Linked DNA regions of Sus scrofa: region 2 is linked to region 1. The links are chromatin contacts, called in public HiChIP or PLAC-seq maps. All regions are on one chromosome and are shown on one strand. Each heading gives the region's core, a stretch centred on a gene start, on an enhancer-like site or on the middle of the called end of the contact. The rest is flanking DNA. Distances are from core to core; before and after follow the strand shown. Region 1 has its middle 22 kb from the start of BRDT. Region 2 overlaps TGFBR3 (transforming growth factor, beta receptor III).

Region 1 (4,829 bases), core at 638-3,137:
TTACTTTTCTATTTTTTTAAGCTGGAGCTCCTGGGCTTTGTCACTGCTAGCTGTTGACCTTGGGTTACTTTATTCAAATTGCTGAGCCTCAGTTTTCTTGCCAGGGTGAAAAATACGAAGTAATCAGCAACTCATTTGTTGAAGACCAAGTGTCCAACATGTGTCTAAGTTCCTTATATAATAACTGACCGACTCTCTACATTTAGTTCTGAAATAGGTTTGTTAAAATTAGTTATTAAAATCTTGATATTGCAGAGTTAGAGAAGGCTTTACTAGTAATGGTCTAACCCTTTTGTTTTGTCAATGAAGAAAACGAACTCAAGAGTTGAGGTTGAGGAGTTCCCGTCGTGGTGCGGTGGTTAACAAATCTGACTAGGAACAATGAGGTTGCAGGTTCGATCCCTGGCCTTGCTCAGTGGGTTAAGGATCCGGCGTTGCCGTGAGCTGTGGTGTAGGTCGCAGACATGGCTCGGATCCCACGTTGCTGTGGCTGTGGTGTAGGCTGGTGGCTACAGCCCCGATTACACCCCTAGTCTGGGAATCTCCATATGCCATGGGAGCGGCCCTAGAAAAGGCCAAAAAAGACAAAAAAAAAAAAAAAAAAAGAGTCGAGGTTGAAGTGTGTGAGCTCACAGGGCTGGTTATGGGTGGAACCAAGACTAGAAACTAGCCAGTGGCTGGTTTCCAGGCAATTTCATTGTCTCAATTCCTGCAATGTCATTTCGAAGAGGTGTGAAACAGAGGGTTTTTCTTTTACTTTTCAGTCCTGTTGGAAGGGTGAGTGGGGGTGAATTGGGGAGCAGCTGGGAGAAGCAGAGTAGGGAGAGAGGATAACAGAGGTGGAAGTGGTCTTGGAGGGCTTCCTGGAGGAGGAGCGATTTGAGCTGGGTGTGGAAAAACAGCTGAGAGGTGGGAAACAAAAGGAGGAAATAGATACTAGAGAAGAAGACACTGGCAGAAATCAAAGAGCAGAGGAAAATAAGAACACAGGATTTACAGGCAGCAAAGCTCCCCGTTAAGGAGAACGTACGAGTGAGGCAGGAAGGCTGGTAGGTGGGAACCAGAGGAGAGGGACCTGGGCCACCAGGCAAGGTTTGCTCTTCGCTTTTTTTTTTTTTTTTTTTTTTTTTTTTTTTTGCTTTTTAGGGCAGTACCTACAGCATATGGAAGCTCCCAGGCTAGGGGTCTAATCGGAGCTGCACCTGCCGGTCTACACCACAGCCACAGCAAGGCGGGATCCGAGTCGCATCTGCAGCCTACACCACAGCTCAGGGCAACACCAGATCCTTAAGCCACCGAGCGAGGCCAGGGATCGAACCTGCGTCTTCATGTCCTCTCTTCGGGTAGAACCCAGGGAGATTCGGGAGCCGGTGCACACAATGGTTTGGTCCACCTGGGAAACTGCTCAGTCCTTTCCTTGATGTTTTTTTCTTTTTCTCAGCTCTGCTGCCCATGTGTTGGAAGAGAGGCAAATTATAGGACAAGCATGACTGACTGGGGAGGTTGTGCCATTTCAGGGTCAAACACTGCCAGTTTGCCTCCCAAATACTTTCTCTGTTGGCTGCCTTTCCTGATTTGGGGGTTTTAAAACATAAATGTTCATGGGGAGAAGGCATTCACCACGTTCTCTTTACCTCTCAGTAAGCGTTTATCAGATGCTGTCCCCAGAGCAGGTGAGGACGCGTGGTGGTGGCAGGAGTGGGCGACGCAGAGCGTGAAGCTGGGAGGAGCAGCTGGGCAGCTGAGCCCAAACGGGCAGAGCCCTCGGGACCCCAGGCCAGGGCGGGTCTGCCCCCCTGCGGTTGGAGCGGCACAAAGCGCTTCCTCCCTTCAGGCCAGGCAGGCGGTGGAGGAGGGAGGAGGCGCGAGGGCCTGGAAACCTCCTTCCCTTCCCGCCCGCCGAGGGCCACGCGTGGCATCTGAGCTGCCCTTCCCCGGAGTGAGAGGGAGCGTCAGAGAAGCACGAGTGGCACGCGGCAGACGGCTTTGCCCAATTGCACAACCGCGAGAGGAAACGTCTTGCATGGGCTTCGCAGGGTTCGGAGAAGGGCTCGTCGGAAGGGTCTGCTCGCCAAGGCGAGGGGTCCGCTCACCCGGCGCGGGCGGCTCCCGTCCCCGCGCCCCCGCCCGCACCCGCGCCGCCCCGGCCCCGCCGGGACCTGGCAAGTGGGGCGCAGATGCTCACACCCGGCCAGACGCCCCGCAGCCCCTCCACCTGCCGGGAGCCCCCTGCCGGCCCTGCGGCCGGGCTCACCCCTTCCGTGTCTCCCCTCGGCTCCTGGGGTGAAAAACTGTAAAGCTGGAGGCAACTAGGGCCTGTGCTTCCGGCCTCGAGCCCTCGTCCCTCCCTACCCGCTTTGCTCGCTGGGATCCGGCGGTACCGACCCTCAGTCCGTTTTTCCAGCGCCATAGCCCTCTCCTTGCTGCTCCCTGGGTCTGGAATGTTCTTCCTGCCTCCACCCCCACCCTTCTCTTCCCCTACCCCTTCTTCACCCCCCGCCCCGTACAAGAATCACACACTTCCTTAGGGACGCTGTCCTGACGTCGCCCCTGCGCCCCCATCCTTCTCCCCTATTTTCAGTGTTACAGCGCTGTGTACGTTTTCTGCCTAGTCCTTCTGAGAGTTGTGATGGTATATGTAGTGATTTTTATATTATATGTTTGCGTGTATATACACACACACACACACAGTTAGTGGGATTATTTGATTAATTTCCCTCGCTACTCAGCTTATATCATCCTGTTCAGGTGGTGTCCTTAGCACCCAGCCACCCTTGGCCTGTGACGGGGTCCCATTGTATGTTGGCTGAATAGACGAAATGAGTGAACATGTGTTGCCACCAAGAGCAGAGTCGCCAGGTGAGGTCTAAGGGCTGTGGGGATGGGTCTCTCCTATGCGGCTCCTCACGGTTTCACACGTGGTTGGTAATGACATTGAGTCTGAGTGTCGGCCCTGCAGGATGCTGATTCCCAGAGCACAGAAGGGGGACTAATGGTCCCTCTCATTTTCGCTTGTGAACGTCAGTTCCCACCCCCAAACAGGAGAGGAATTCTTGCCAGCCCCAGGAGGGATGGAGTTGCTTTGGTGACAGCCACTGGCAGGCTAGATGTCTCTGAGCCCAGAGAAGGGTTTCTAGAGCATCCCCAGCCCCCACACTCAGGCCTAAGCCATGCGCACTGGTTACTTGAGACTGTGTTTGGCCTTCCTGAAAGAAGCCACTTCTAGGGGTTAAGCTGGGTAAACTACCAAAAAGACATTATTTTCGGGAAAGCCAGTAACTTGTCTCAAATGTGGTTCAAATGTTTTTTTCTTTTGAATATGAAGTCTCCAATACGTGTCTCCAGTCCTCAAGAGTGATGAAAATATGGTGTACATCTGTACATTTGTCTTCTCATGGCTTGTGTTTAATTATCCACAAAGAAAAAAATTCACAAGATGTTTCATGGTCTTCTCTTTTAAGTGCCAAAACAGGAACTTCTGAGGCTTTGATAGAATTGGTTGCAATCCCTTTGAAAGTTTTATTAATGTAGCCAGAATATGTTTTTAATCTTTCATATTCTGATCACTGAAACGTATTTTCTACGTTCACGCACGCTTGTTTCTACCATATTTTAAGTAAAGAAGGAGTGAGCAGGTCTGACCTTGTAAAATATATTGATTTTTTTTTTACAGTGCAGAACAATGATGATTGATTGATGAATAAACTATTAAATCAGAGGATTCTTTGTCTAGGACAGAAAGGAAGTTTTGAGAACCTTTGCGAGATCAGTATCTGCCTTCATTTTAATGTAAACATCAAAGACATTCCACTGTTGACATGTATGTTCCTCTAAAAAAATCCTGTATATGGATACTGTATTTTCTGCGTAGTTGTGGATGTAGAAATATAAATAAATGAAATTGCTTACGTTTTGGTCTCAACTAATATTTTGAATTGACAGTTGAAATTTCAACAAGTGTTTTGTTGCTGTTGTTATCGTTGTTGTTTTAGCTGCACGCATAGCATATGGAATTTCCCAGGCCAGGGTTTGAATCTAAGCTGGAGCTGTGACCTGTGCCACAGCTGCAACAATGCTGGATCCTTAACCTACTGTGCTGGGCCAGGGATTGAACCGGCTCCTCCACAGAGACAAGCTGGATCTTTAACCCACTGTGTCACAGCAGGAACTCCCTTAACAAGTATTCTTAGAAGAATACTTTAAAAAATAGTTCCCGTTGTGGCGGGAACGAATGGTTAACGAATATGACTAGGAACCATGAGGTTGCGGGTTCGATCCCTGGCCTCGCTCAGTGGGTTAAAGATCTGGCATTGCTGTGAGCTGCGGCGTAGGTCGCAGACACGGCTCGGATCCCGAGTTGCTGTGGCTCTGGAGTAGGCTGGTGCCTACAGCTCTGATTTGACCCCTAACCTGGAAACCTCCATATGCCGTGGGTGCGGCCCCAGAAAAGACAAAAAAGAGAAAAAATGAAAATAAAAATAAAATAAAAGTGTGTATGAGATAATATTTAATTCTTACTAGAGCAACTCTATTATAATTGTCTTTGTTATTCATGTTTTTTAAAGATTCATTTTGGTTCCTCGGATCTCATTGTTTGGGGCCAGGTTAAAGTATTTGGAGGATAAATAACTGCCTGAACAGAAAAACAAGATGTCTTGTCTTCTGGATGAATTTGTAAGAAGAGTTTATTTCAAATGAAATAGAATTCTCTGGTCAACAGTCTCAAAATAGACATAACTAAAGTGGATTTAATGCAATGCCCAAACAAGAAGGTACTTAGTGAAACTGAAAGCAAAATAGTTGATTGCATAAAGGGTAATGCTATCTTT
Region 2 (4,829 bases), core at 1,699-4,198, 80 kb after region 1:
ATTGGGTTTTTAAACCAGCCCAGCTGGATAGCAGCTTTAAACTGTAGCCGGGGCAATGACATATGGACTTAGTTCTACTTCGAGTGCTAATGAAACAAATTTGCCAGACACATGAATTGTAAAAAGCCATCAAAACATTACAATGTAGAAGAAAAATGTCATGAAAATTCCAGCATGTAATGTCCAGATAGTTCCTTTTTCTGAACGCTTTGACATTTTTCCTTAGGTAATTTGCAAAGACTATGTGAGGTTGTAGAAAATATATGTAAAATTAAAGTGACATTAGTGGAGAGCTTTGAATAGAAAATTTAAGGAAATCTGAGCTTCCTTTGTTCTTTGGTGTTGTATCTCTCTTTAACGTGCCAGTAGCTGAGTTTTCTGTAGCTTGAAGATAATTATTTAGGTCCAAACACATTGGCATATTCTTGGAATACTTTTTTTTTTTTTTTTTTTTTAGGGACGCACCTGCGGCATGTGGGGGTTCCCAGGCCAGGGGTTGAGTTGGTGCTGCATCTGCGACCTACACCCCAGCTCATGGCAACACTGGATTCTTAACCCACTGAGCGAGGCCAGGGATCCAACCTACATCCTCATGGATACTAGTCGGGCTCCGAACTTGCTAAGCCACAACGGGACCCCCTCCTTGGAGTATCTTGATTCAGCATCTTCTCTGGGAAGAAATGCCCCTGGATTTTGGGACCAGGAGGCTGGTTCCTGCCTTCTGACCCAAGTGCCCCGAGCCCATGCTGGTCTTGGCTTGGTCATTTGACTCCGTCAGTAACTTATGAAGTCAATAATCAATAACTTTGTATCTTTGAGGGAGATGTTTTGTCTGTAAAGTGGAGGCAGTAATAGTATATCTCAAAGGTGTTGCAAGGAAAACGCACATAAACACATGTAAGGGCCTTAGAGGGGGCAGGACATCCTAAATACCCCATAGATCATAATAGCGTGGTTGTCAAAGGTGCTATTTTGAAGGTAATACGGGGGAAAATGGCTAAAAGAGCTTTGGAAATTTAAAATCTCTGTACACATTCGAAGGAATATTATTTGTCTCGACCTCAGTATTTGCAGAGTTATTTTACATTTAGGGCCACTCACTGTGTTGCCACTTCCATGTCTCTTTGTGGGACTTGGCGTTAATGTCTAGGTGCCCCTCTGTCCGGAACTAGGAATGCTTTGAGGCAAAGAACATTAAGTATGGACGAGTTAGAAAATGAAATAACTTTGTATTTTCTGAATTATTTCCTTGATGTGCAATTTTAATATCGTGGAATTTCTCCGCAAGGGGATAAAACCTACTCTTTTCCATTCTTAGCATCCCAGTGTTTACAGGAAAAATGGAAAAAGTAGATAATACGAGGAGAAAAATGACAATTTTAAAGGGAAACGTTTAAAAAATAGTTGTCTACATTAATCAAATTCCATAGACGTTGTATCTTAAGCATCATGTCATCTGTGCAGAGAAGGGAGTGGATTTTGAACCTCCTTTTTTCCTTAAAGCCTATTGGCCATTCTATTGAATAGGAGGCAAAGGAAGCACATTGCTTCGTGTAAACAGCGGTTAATGCGGAGTCTTTGAAGTCTACATTGTTGAACGAGTTGCCTAAGGACAAACTTCGTATCTGTTTACGTTTCCTCTGGCCTGCAATAAACCACAGGGGTGGGAAGAACACAGAAGCATCTTACGTATAAAACATTTGGGTCCTGTTTGCAAAGCGGGTTTGATCCAAGTTTTCAGGTGTATCTTTGCATTACGTGGACGGAATTAGGGACCTTTCATCCCATTTTCCTCCCCTTGAATTGGTCTGATTGGCTCATCGTGGACAGAGACAGAAGCATCTGTGTCTGGGAAAGGTAAGCCTTCGTTTGTTTGAGTTTTAAATGATCACTTGCCTCTGGAACTGGCACTGCGACCAGAGGCTGCTATTACTTCCCGGTTGTTAACCTGCGAAGGATCTGAGAAACATTAAGTGAGGCTCCCATCCAGTTCTGTGCTATGGCTTCTTGGGCCCCAGCCAGGGTGGCTCGGTTTTGTCAGAACCAAGAAGGCCCTCCTTAGTGAATACATTCTGTTTTAGAGCTGCTTTTATCAGAAGTCACCGACCTTGAGGGTAGAGCAAAGGGACCCACCCCTGGGGGAGGTGGGCGGGGGCACATGGGTGTGCCTCCCACCTGCTCTGCTTGCATCACTGGTCCAGCAGATCTTGTGGCCTTTGGATAAGATTGCCTTGGGAAGCTGGAAGTGCAGAGTGTTGCTTCTAACTTGGAAGGACCTCTGGGACTCCAGGCCAGAATCTTGTTTGAGCTGTGTGTGTGCCTGGTGGGAGGTAGGATGTGTGTCCTGCTGTGGGGGTGGGGAGGATGGTGTCCCCCCCCACCCCTGCCCCCCGCCTCTTGGGGAAGGGAGAAAGCCTCTGATTGGTCCACGGGATTCTGAAACATCCCTTCTCAACTGCACATTCACTTCCCCAAGACCCTCCTCTTTGCCCTGAGCTGGGGCCCTGCCCTCTTGCACAGCCCCAGGGACCCTGGAAGCTGCTGGGAAGAAGTCGTCACTCTTTCTGCCCTTTACTCTTCCTCCCCTCCGCCCCAGGGGCTGAGATCTGTCAGGTGGGTCTGGGCCCCACCCAAAGTCACCTGTGTTATTTAGCAGCCTGCTGGGCAGTTCCCTCTCCAGGCGGACTCCTATCTGAAGTCCTGGCTGGCGTGGCTGCAGCTCCTGTTGACCCACTGTTCAGGAGGCCTAGGAACAGATAGACCCAGACTGTAGAACCCAAGGAAAGTTCTGGGTGACCTCTGCTATTTAGCAGCTGCTCTTAGCACCGGTCACTGTGGCAACTGGGCTCTGTTTATGAAAATGAACAAGGACCTCAGGCCCGGGGCGTCCACACCATGGACAGAGCTCCCCCTGGAACTGCGCTGCTTGCCAGATTGCCAGGGCCAAACCCAAACAAAGATGAAACCAAACAAAAGTAGCCAGGGATGTGTTCTGCCCTGGGGAGACAGGCACCACAGTTTAATGGCCTGATTATCCTTCCTTACCAAGCAGAACCGAGCCCGGGGGAGCTCATTTTGGTTATGCCAGAGGGTGACTGGGGCAGAGAGCCTGGTACGGGGCCGGATGGCTTGCTGAGCTCACCCTTGCGTTGCACAGGGCCTGGCCTTGGGCTGTGGGTTTAGAAAGACGCAGGGTTTGGTACCAAGGATCTGACTTCTTGAACATCTTATTTTAGCTCCTGCCTTTACGCAAATGTACAGCTGTTTTGGGGTCTGCGCTTTTGGAAGGAACCTTGTCTGGGGCGACAGGGGCTGCAGTTTGTCCTCTTCGAGTCCTTGCTTTCTCAGTGGTGCTCCTCGGTGTCCACAGCACCCTGGGTCGTTAGAACTCCATGCAGTGAAGAATCAGGGATGTCTTTGAGAACCCTTTGAAACCGGGCTTCCTCTGGGGGGACTGCTAGGTTCTGGGTGCCTCTAGCATCCTTAGGTATTAGGAGTCTATGGCTGGACCTTTCCAGCGTATGGGTCACTGTTAGTTCACTGAAGGACGGATGGCTGTGGAGCTGGAAGGGGCCGTAGCAACAAACCTCACTGCACTCCCTTATCTTACAGCTGGGTTCGCCAAGGCTGCCGGTCACGTGGCTGGTTTGGCAGCGCCAGAGCTAGAGCACGGGTCCCCTGATGCCATTCCCAAGCTCCCTTTTCTACACCGTGCTCGTCACTGTGACAGTCTGCCCGGCTCTGGCCGAGGCGTTGGGTGGCGGGGCGAGGGGCCGGGAGGTGGAGAGGTGGGTGCTGATGAATCAGTGCCGACAGAACAGAGATGCTCAGGAACGAGCCTTCCGGTCAGAGGGGGACTCGTCTGGTCCGTGCAAGTCGGCTTTCGCTTTACATTTCGAAACATCTGTTGGCTACATTAGTGAGGCCTCGAGGTCCCCCACCTGCTCTTCTTGGTCTGATCAGATGTCAGCAAGTTGGGGAGCGAGGGGGGTGGGGACCCGGGGTGAGGGTGCTACGGGTGGTGCCCGCGGTGAAAGGGAGGTGGGCTTGAATCCGGCTTCTTCCTGAAAGACTTGGAGTCCCTCTCTCCTCCAGCAGCCCTTACCTTGCCTTCAGCTGTGTGTCCTGGGGTTTGAACAGCTGCTGTCCCCTCATGAAGGGGGCCTTCCAGAGGGACCCTTGACTGGGGGGAAGGGAGTGAAGCTAAGCCCGTAGCTCCTCCTCTCAGGTCTCTGCAGTTACCGAGTGGCTGCCACTGTTTGTGGGTAATTATTCCTCATCCTGGCTCCTGTTGACCCACCAAACCAAGTCAGGCGGAGCTGTCCTTTAACTGAGGATAGAAGTTAAAGTATAACCACGAGTGTCCTGTTGGTTTTCATTCATGTCAGGGCTGAGCATTTGTACCCTGGGCTGTGGGTTTGATGTTTCTCTTCTCTTTTGGCTGGGATACTGGGTGACCTGTGAGTTTGGCAAACTCTTGTCCCTTGGCTGGTCAACGAAGCTGAAATAGACGAGTCGATGGCTTATGTTTGAGATTTCTTTGGGGGTGTGAGTACTGGTGCAGGTGACTCGCGTGTTGCGCTCTGAGTAATTGTCATCAGGGGAAGAAGGAAACGCTTGTCCTGCAATTGTCGTGACATTCGGGCTCCTTGGGGAAGAGACAGCCAGGGAGGGGCTTGTTAGCGGCTGCCCGGTGCTGTCAGGGGCTGTGTCAGGCTTTGAAAAGCAGACCTCAGGGTGAGCTGAAAAGCCAGGACCCTGGACTGGACAGAACCATCAACCACAAGTGTCCTGGACACTCTGAAGCTGAGCAGGTTTCTCTAATATCT

What was found. HiChIP or PLAC-seq counts read pairs in DNA pulled down with a chosen protein or histone mark.
Region 2: an H3K27ac HiChIP or PLAC-seq map of skeletal muscle shows a contact between it and region 1, with 2.4 times the contacts expected there. The contact joins two enhancer-like sites. A contact is called at or near these places in 2 of 47 Hi-C or Micro-C datasets (epiblast stem cells and subcutaneous adipose tissue) and 1 of 2 datasets of contacts at active chromatin or transcription factors (skeletal muscle).

Annotation. Positions count from the first base shown.
Region 1 is chr4:125,082,089-125,086,917 of Sscrofa11.1, forward strand. No RefSeq gene overlaps it. Among named protein-coding and RNA genes, the nearest start is that of BRDT, 22 kb to the left of the region's middle. Within about 2 kb of position 1,888, at least 24 of the 83 cell types and tissues checked have an H3K27ac peak or open chromatin away from gene starts, as enhancers often do. A contact at or near this core is called in skeletal muscle, where this site is marked.
Region 2 is chr4:125,161,228-125,166,056 of Sscrofa11.1, forward strand. All of the region lies in intron 1 of TGFBR3 (transforming growth factor, beta receptor III), which reads left to right. Among named protein-coding and RNA genes, the nearest start is that of TGFBR3, 26 kb to the left of the region's middle. Within about 2 kb of position 2,949, at least 26 of the 83 cell types and tissues checked have an H3K27ac peak or open chromatin away from gene starts, as enhancers often do. A contact at or near this core is called in skeletal muscle, where this site is marked.